Regions from separate parts of the Xenopus tropicalis genome. Here region 1 is linked to region 2. The links are chromatin contacts, called in public Hi-C maps. All regions are on one chromosome and are shown on one strand. The core of a region is the stretch at or near the end of the contact, and the rest is flanking DNA. Distances in the headings are between cores, read along the strand shown. Region 1 holds the start of spats1 (spermatogenesis-associated serine-rich protein 1). Region 2 has its middle 23 kb from the start of sbk1l.

Region 1 (4,476 bases), core at 1,169-3,668, 120 kb before region 2:
ACAAAGTGCTTACATTTCAGTTGTTGCTCATCTGGTGGCTTTCCCCATTGTGACGTCAGCATGCATGTCCCCAGAGCAGCACAGGGAGCTGGGTTTATTGGGTTAACTTTATGACCCTAAAGAAGAAAGAGGCAGACTTACTTGGGATATGAGGGCACCGGGTAGTTAATAGACGGCAGAGCAACTCCATGTTTTCTCACCCCAGTGGTCTTATAGTCAGCAGGCTGCAATGAAACTGCTTCGCCACCAGGGGGATACGGAACCTTATTGTCTTCTGCAACTGCAAAGCATTAAAAACAGGTTCTGTCAATTGGTGGGTTGGGGTGGGTCACTCAGCAGCAATAATAAAAGGCCCCCCAGGATCTTATTTCTGTAGATGCACAAACCCCAAGTTAAACTCCCACCAAAGGGCCCTGCCTTGAGGTAAATAAAGCTTCAGTCCTTTATTAGACAGTAGTACCTGAACCTACTGTAAATTTCATTTACCCACAATGCAGTGCATATTGTTAGAATTGCAGTGTGATGGCTGGAGTCGTGCAGTGGGTTGGGTACCCGTGGGTTACCCAAAAGAAAAGCAGGTAGACGGAGGGTTGCAGGTAGGATTTCCAAATGCGGGTGTAGATGTGGGTCAGCAGGTTTTTGAATTATTTATATTTTTATGTAGCAGCTCTCCAGCTTGGATTTTCAGCAGCTATCTGGTTGCTAGAGTCCAGATTATCCTAGCAACCAGGCATTTATTTGAATGAGAGACAGGAATATGAATAGGGGAGGGCCTGAATAGAAAGGCAAGCAATAAAAAATAACAGTAACAATACAATTGTAGCCTCACAGAGCAATAGTTTTTTGGCTGCCGGGGTCAGTGACCCCCATTTGAAAGCTGGAAAGAGGAAAATAATTCAAAAACTATAAAATAGAAAAAATGAAGACCAGTTGCAGAGTTGCTTAGAATCAGCTATTCTATGACATACTAAAAGTTAACTTGAAGGTGAACCTCCCCTTTAAAAGGACCCGCAGTACATACATTTAGGGCAAATGTACTCACATGGCTAAAAACTCCCAAAACTTTCATTTTTTTTTTTTTGGTAATTTTTTTTCCTGCATTTTACAAAATGTGTTACCACACAAAATGGAGATAGAAAATATTCTCCCCAGAATGAAAATTTCCTATAACTGCCTATAATTCAAAAATTTCTCACAGAAAACAAATTCAAGCGATTTTAACTGGATACTGGAAAACCTGCTACTATTTACCTATACATGATAATAGTTTCAGCTACCACAGTGCATATATACTAAAAATATAAATATTCATTGAAATTATTTTTATACAGGTATGGGATCCATTATCCAGAAACCTGTTATCCAGAAGGCTCTTAATTACAGGAAGGCCATCTCCCATAGACTCCATTTTCATCAAATAATTCATTGGGGTTATTTAACGTTTAAATGATTTTTAGTAAACTAAGGGGCTGATTTACTAATCCACGAATCCGAATCCCGAATGGGAATGAATCGGATTGGAAACGAACATTTTTTCGTCGCCGTCACAACTTTTTCGTGAATTGTCGCGACTTTCTCGTAGCCGTTACGACTTGTGCGAATTGTCGCGACTTTTTTGTATTGAGCGTTAGTAAACAGCGGGCAAACCTTTCCGATTCTTTCGCGACGGCTACGAAAAAGTCGCGACAATTCGCGCAGTTCGTAACGGCTACGAAAAAGTCGTGACGGTGACGAAAAAATCGCAAAATACCGATCATTACGAAAAAAATGCTTTCGGGCGCTTTCGTTCCATTTGTGGATTGGAGGTATGGAGATCCCAAATTATGAAAAGACCCCTTATACGGATAACCCCAGGTCCTGAGCATTCTGGATACCAGATCCCATACTTGTATTTATGTTAAAAGAATGCATTATTTATTTTAATCATAGTTTTAGATTTAAAAAATGTAATTTCTTTGCTGGAGCAAAACCAATAATAATTTCTCCCCCCATGAATTTTCCGGGGGGGGAGTTAGTATTTAGACGGGTGATGCTGTGGGGGAGGCACAGGCACCCGTTAACCTCAATGGTGCCAAAATGTTCTGATAAATTGATAAATTGGTCAGTACATTAAAAAAGTTTCTGACAGTCAAGGAAATGATGATAAATAGCAGAACAGGTGTAACTGCCGGGAACATTACTGGGTTCCCAAGTTCAGTCTGCAATTACTCCCCCCCTTAGTTTAAATATAAAAAACAATTAAAATTTAGGGGAAGAATTTTTCCCTGAATTAGTACGTTACCTTTCTGTGCAAGTTTTGTCATGATGGCAGCTTTGCACCCGCAGGAGCTTAGGGCTCAGCTTGTCCCAGGCGTGGGGCAGACATGGCCCAGTGTGCAACGTGTAAACAGAGCTGCTACTGACGACTGCCCCCCCTCCCCTGCACACCGGCTGGCCGGACAATAGCAGGGACTCTCCAAGGAAACCACAAACGCCATCAAATACAATGGCTGATATACTGATAGCCGGGTGTGTAGGGCCTGTCAGTCTGGAGCTGCACAGTAACATGATAGGGACACACAGCTCAAAGCAGGAAGAACAGGAGGGCCCCCAGGAGCCTGAGCGATGTGCCACTACAGACACAAATACCCACAGTACAGTGCACCAGTGTTATATGGAACCGGGAAAAGGAGAAAAATGGAGAAAAGTCTCAGTACTGTTATTATTAGCTAACCCATGGAACCCATACCATCTTGGCTAATATAATTATACATAAATTTGGAAAGTTCCCACTTAGATTGTAAGCTCCATGGAGCAGAGATCTCCTTCCTACTATGTCTCATACCACAAGGCACTTAATCTATGTGCATTTATACTTATTTATTGCATTTATTATAATACTTGTCCCCCCTTGTGTAATTTTGTATATTATTATTTTATTAATATTAACATTTATTTATAAAGCGCCAACATATTCCGCAGCGCTGTACAATAAGTGGGTTTCATACATTGGACATACAGAGTAACATATAAAGCAATCAGTAACCGATACAGGAGGTGAAGGGAGCCCTGCCCAAAAGAGCTTACAATCTACAAGGAGACATACAGAGTAACATATAAAGCAACCAATAACCGATACAAGAGGGGAAGGGAGCCCTGCCCAAAAGAGCTTACAATCTACAAGGAGACATACAGAGTAACATATAAAGCAATCAATAACCGATACAGGAGGGGAAGAGAGCCCTGCCCAAAAGAGCTTACAATCTACAAGGAGACATACAGAGTAACATATAAAGCAACCAATAACCGATACAGGAGGTGAAGAGAGCCCTGCCCAAAAGAGCTTACACTCTACAAGGAGACATACAGAGTAACATATAAAGCAACCAATAACCGATACAAGAGGTGAAGGGAGCCCTGCCCAAAAGAGCTTACAATCTACAAGGAGACATACAGAGTAACATATAAAACAACCAATAACCGATACAAGAGGTGAAGAGAGCCCTGCCCAAAAGAGCTTACAATCTACAAGGAGACATACAGAGTAACATATAAAACAACCAATAACCGATACAAGAGGTGAAGAGAGCCCTGCCCAAAAGAGCTTACAATCTACAAGGAGACATACAGAGTAACATATAAAACAACCAATAACCGATACAAGAGGTGAAGAGAGCCCTGCCCAAAAGAGCTTACAATCTACAAGGAGACATACAGAGTAACATATAAAGCAACCAATAACCGATACAAGAGGGGAAGAGTGCCCTGCCCAAAAGAGCTTACAATCTACAAGGAGACATACAGAGTAACATATAAAGCAATCAATAACCGATACAAGAGGTGAAGAGAGCCCTGCCCAAAAGAGCTTACAATCTACAAGGAGACATACAGAGTAACATATAAAGCAATCAATAACCGATACAAGAGGGGAAGAGGGCCCTGCCCAAAAGAGCTTACAATCTACAAGGAGACATACAGAGTAACATATAAAGCAACCAATAACCGATACAAGAGGTGAAGGGAGCCCTGCCCAAAAGAGCTTACAATCTACAAGGAGACATACAGAGTAACATATAAAGCAATCAGTAACCGATACAAGAGGGGAAGAGAGCCCTGCCCAAAAGAGCTTACAATCTACAAGGAGACATACAGAGTAACATATAAAGCAACCAATAACCGATACAAGAGGTGAAGGGAGCCCTGCCCAAAAGAGCTTACAATCTACAAGGAGACATACAGAGTAACATATAAAGCAATCAATAACCGATACAAGAGGGGAAGAGAGCCCTGCCCAAAAGAGCTTACAATCTACAAGGAGAAAGGGTTCAGACACAAGGTGTGGGAATGGGTATAAGATTGTACAGTGCTGCGTATCCTTGTAGTGTTTTATCTTAAAGTTATACATACGTACATACTCTTATTTATGCCAAATTCAAGGCTAACTGAAAATGTGCAAACCATACGTAGATGATATTTCTACAACTTGTATTTATGTTA
Region 2 (4,264 bases), core at 346-2,845:
CTAAGGTCCCTATCCCATTCCCATCAGTCCCTGCCCCAGTGGAGCTTACAATCTAAGGTCCCTATCACATTCCCATCAGTCCCTGCCCCAGTGGAGCTTACAATCTAAGGTCCCTATCACATTCCCATCAGTCCCTGCCCCAGTGAGCTTACAATCTAAGGTCCCTATCACATTCCCATGAGCCCCTGCCCCAGTGAGCTTACAATCTAAGGCCCCTATCCCATTCCCATCAGTACCTGCCCCAGTGAGCTTACAATCTAAGGTCCCTATCCCATTCCCATCAGCCCCTGCCCCAGTGAGCTTACAATCTAAGGTCCCTATCACATTCCCATCAGTCCCTGCCCCAGTAAGCTTACAATCTAAGGTCCCTATCACATTCCCATCAGTCCCTGCCCCAGTGAGCTTACAATCTAAGGTCCCTATCACATTCCCATCAGTCCCTGCCCCAGTGAGCTTACAATCTAAGGCCCCTATCACATTCCCATCAGTCCCTGTCCCAGTGAGCTTACAATCTGAGGTCCCTATCCCATTCCCATCAGTCCTTGCCCCAGTGAGCTTACAATCTAAGGTCCCTATCCCATTCCCATCAGTCCCTGCCCCAGTGGAGCTTACAATCTAAGGTCCCTATCACATTCCCATCAGTCCCTGCCCCAGTGGAGCTTACAATCTAAGGTCCCTATCACATTCCCATCAGTCCCTGCCCCAGTGAGCTTACAATCTAAGGTCCCTATCACATTCCCATGAGCCCCTGCCCCAGTGAGCTTACAATCTAAGGCCCCTATCCCATTCCCATCAGTACCTGCCCCAGTGAGCTTACAATCTAAGGTCCCTATCCCATTCCCATCAGCCCCTGCCCCAGTGAGCTTACAATCTAAGGTCCCTATCACATTCCCATCAGTCCCTGCCCCAGTAAGCTTACAATCTAAGGTCCCTATCACATTCCCATCAGTCCCTGCCCCAGTGAGCTTACAATCTAAGGTCCCTATCACATTCCCATCAGTCCCTGCGCCAGTGAGCTTACAATCTAAGGCCCCTATCACATTCCCATCAGTCCCTGCCCCAGTGGAGCTTACAATCTAAGGTCCCTATCACATTCCCATCAGTCCCTGTCCCAGTGAGCTTACAATCTGAGGTCCCTATCCCATTCCCATCAGTCCTTGCCCCAGTGAGCTTACAATCTGAGGTCCCTATCCCATTCCCATCAGTCCTTGCCCCAGTGAGCTTACAATCTAAGGTCCCTATCCCATTCCCATCAGTCCCTGCCCCAGTGAGCTTACAATCTAAGGTCCCTATCACATTCCCATCAGTCCCTGCCCCAGTGAGCTTACAATCTAAGGTCCCTATCACATTCCCTGCCCCAGTGAGCTTACAATCTAAGGTCCCTATCACATTCACACACACTAGGGTCTGTAATTGCCCAAGCAGTGTCTGTTTACCTTCTCTGAATGTCTCGATCTGATTATATCAATAGGATTCTTTCCATAGAGTTCTTTAGGTTTGATTGAGATCTCCAGGTTCCTTGTACAACTCCACAGGAGGAATCCTACAGATATAATCAGCCCATTTCTTTTCCCCACCCTGCAGGGACCTATTTGTGAGAATCACTGTAAACAGCCATTATGCTCTCAGCATTCCATTTACCTACACTCAGCTGATGGAGACAGAGCACCCGCTGCTCATACATGAAAGCCTGGGTGGCTAATATTACAGACAGACTAGATATGGTTGGTTTTCCATTAAAGAGCAGCCTATAAGTGACTATGGTATATTATTATTTCCACCTCAGCTCCAGTGTTGTTTCCCGGGCTGCTCCAGTTGATGTTCCCTTAAGCACAATAGATACCAAGTAGAATTTACTACAAATAAAATATAAACTGCTGTGGAGCTGTTTCCTTTGACCTGACCTTACTTATCTCTTAGCTATTCCTGGCTGGCTTATGGTACTGGTGGGTCAATACCCCAATGGTCAGACCCCCCCTTTATCTATTTCCCAGACCCCAGTCACAATGCTCTTTATACTAAGGATGCACCGAATTCACAATTGTAGGATCCAGCCGAACCCTAAATCCTTTGCAAAAGATTCAGCCGAATAGGCCAATAAGATAGGCTCGATCCACCCACGGTACACTGAATTTTTTTATTTTTATTTCCATATTTTTTATTTATCATTTAATGCATTTGTGGGTCCCAGTCCAGCTGGGCTCCAGGCCCCCCTTTTTGCCATTTAGTAAAGCAGCCCCGCAGCTAACCAATAAGCAAGTTGGTGCAAAGGTTGGAGTTTTTTTATTTTCTATTTTATAATAGCGCAGCTTAAAGTCGCTTCTCATCTGAATCTCAACACAGTAATAGTTTCAAGGGAATGGCCTGTTAAACTGATGACAGGTTTCTATTACCAAGAGTCGGACTGTTACCATTTCGGTGCATTTTTCTGCAGAAAAGTAATGAATGAGTCAGGGCCCATCCATTCTGCTATTGGGGGAGTATCGCTGGGAGCAATCATACGCTTCCTGAACAAAACACTTGAATAATATCGCTTGCACAACTGTGATTTTCCCGTTCGTTTATGGGAAATGAGAAAATGGAAACCCTTTGATCCGATCTATGGGACGTGAGGGGAGTCATAGTGAAACTGCGGGGAAACGAATGGGCTGCCCAAGGGTAAGACCCCCAGGTTGGTGTGCAGCTAAACTATAATAGGAGCAAATGAGTAATATCCACATCATGGGTCGCCCACAAATATAGTCATTAAAGTAAAGGCTACAGAGTTACATCTCCCCAAGGCAGCTGTTGGTTCTTTTGTGCCCATGTACCTTGTACTTTGTTTGTAGGACCCACCTAACTGCAGGCACGGCCAAGCCAACCGGGCGCCCTAGGCAACCTCTGCCCTGGGGAGCTGATATAAGGGTACTAATGGCATAGAGCAGGGGTCCTCAAACTATTTAAACAGGGGGCCAGTTCACGGTCTCTCAGACTGTTGGGGGGCGGACTACAGTTTGGGGCTCGGCACATCCTCTCCCCAGGCTACTACCTGTATGCCTCAGTGTTGTCCTCGGCCCCTCAGTGACAATGTGTCATTAGGATCGGCCGGTGGGACGCGGTCACATGATGCGCTGGGGCCAAAAACCACGCTACGGCAGACAGGTAGTAGCCAGGGGTAAGGACACAGCGGGGGCCGTGTAAATGACATTGGGGGGGCCGTAGTTTGAGGACCCCTGGCATAGAGAAATGGCTACTAATGGATAGACTGGCCTGCACCCATCAGCGCTGCACCTCATTCTAGATAATACAATGTGGCTTAAGGGCAGGGTACAGCCAGACCCCAGGAACTAGTGCCCAAAGCCGCCATCAGAAACGTTGGGGCCCCAAACAAGTTATTTATATTGTGCCTTGAACACAAGTGTGTAGGACCAAAGTTTTGGCCTTGTCCTTGTGTCTATAATAAGCAGTTCATATAAAGCGTTTCATTAATTAAAAGAAAATCAGTCAGTTTCATTGGGGGTCAGTGGAGTTTGCCTAAGTTTAACCCCTTCCCACCTACCTGCCCCTGCTCTGCGCTGCAAATGTTCAAAGCCTGCACAAAGGCAGAAATTCCATCATAAACATATACTGATCTCCCAATAAGGGTAAAGAAAGAACCACAAAAGAAAGAAAAACATTTTATCCCAGTGAGTGGGGCTGACACTGTAGCTGGGTGGTACGGCCAAGCAACCATCTCCTAAACTGGCTATGTTTGATCAGGGCTATGTGGTTGGCATCTTTCCAGCTAAGCCCCCAGTGATCTCCTTGTTTGTTTTTAGAAATAGACAATATGGATAAGAAACGGGCTACTCTGACAGGGCAATGTCCCCTGAAGGCCACTGTTATGTCCCGAGTAGAACTTGAAACAAGAAAGGCCGGCAAATGGGTTTATAACACAAACTTCCCCAGACCCCTGTCATAACAGCCCTGTGTGTGTATAGGATCGTGTTTATATTCCCACTCGGGGGCAGGCAGGGCACGTATGTACTCAGGCAGCCTCTGTTTATAGAAATCTGCCCCATTAATAACACAGAGAGCAAAGAGTTACTCCTCAGTCAGCCGAAATGCTCCTTTCCTTTTCATATCCCCCTGTTATGGGGGCAGTAAAATCCGCCTGTATTTGTCTAACTGTAAATTACCCCTGGAAGAGAAATGTAAGAAGGTTTGTACCAACTGTGCCCTAAGGGGCCCCCACCCAGAATGCAGCATTCACAGGGGCAAGGGACCCCAATACTTGCCTTAAACA

The links. A called contact is a pair of places that touch in the nucleus more often than the background predicts.
Region 1: a contact with region 2 is called in a Hi-C map of neurula embryo, with 2.3 times the contacts expected there. The contact joins the promoter of spats1 here to the enhancer-like site in region 2. A contact is called at or near these places in 3 of 5 Hi-C or Micro-C datasets (brain, neurula embryo and tailbud embryo).

The regions. Positions count from the first base shown.
Region 1 is chr5:146,066,094-146,070,569 of UCB_Xtro_10.0, reverse strand. spats1 (spermatogenesis-associated serine-rich protein 1) reads right to left here and starts at 2,418. Exons shown (of 7, transcript XM_002935988.5): 1 at 2,282-2,418; 2 at 142-280. The coding sequence starts at 2,303. The region is part of intron 1 of LOC116411091 (a long non-coding RNA gene); the gene reads left to right.
Region 2 is chr5:145,945,577-145,949,840 of UCB_Xtro_10.0, reverse strand. It overlaps a transcript of eva1a not described here. Among named protein-coding and RNA genes, the nearest start is that of sbk1l, 23 kb to the right of the region's middle. Within about 2 kb of position 1,595, at least 1 of the 11 cell types and tissues checked has an H3K27ac peak or open chromatin away from gene starts, as enhancers often do. A contact at or near this core is called in neurula embryo, where this site is marked.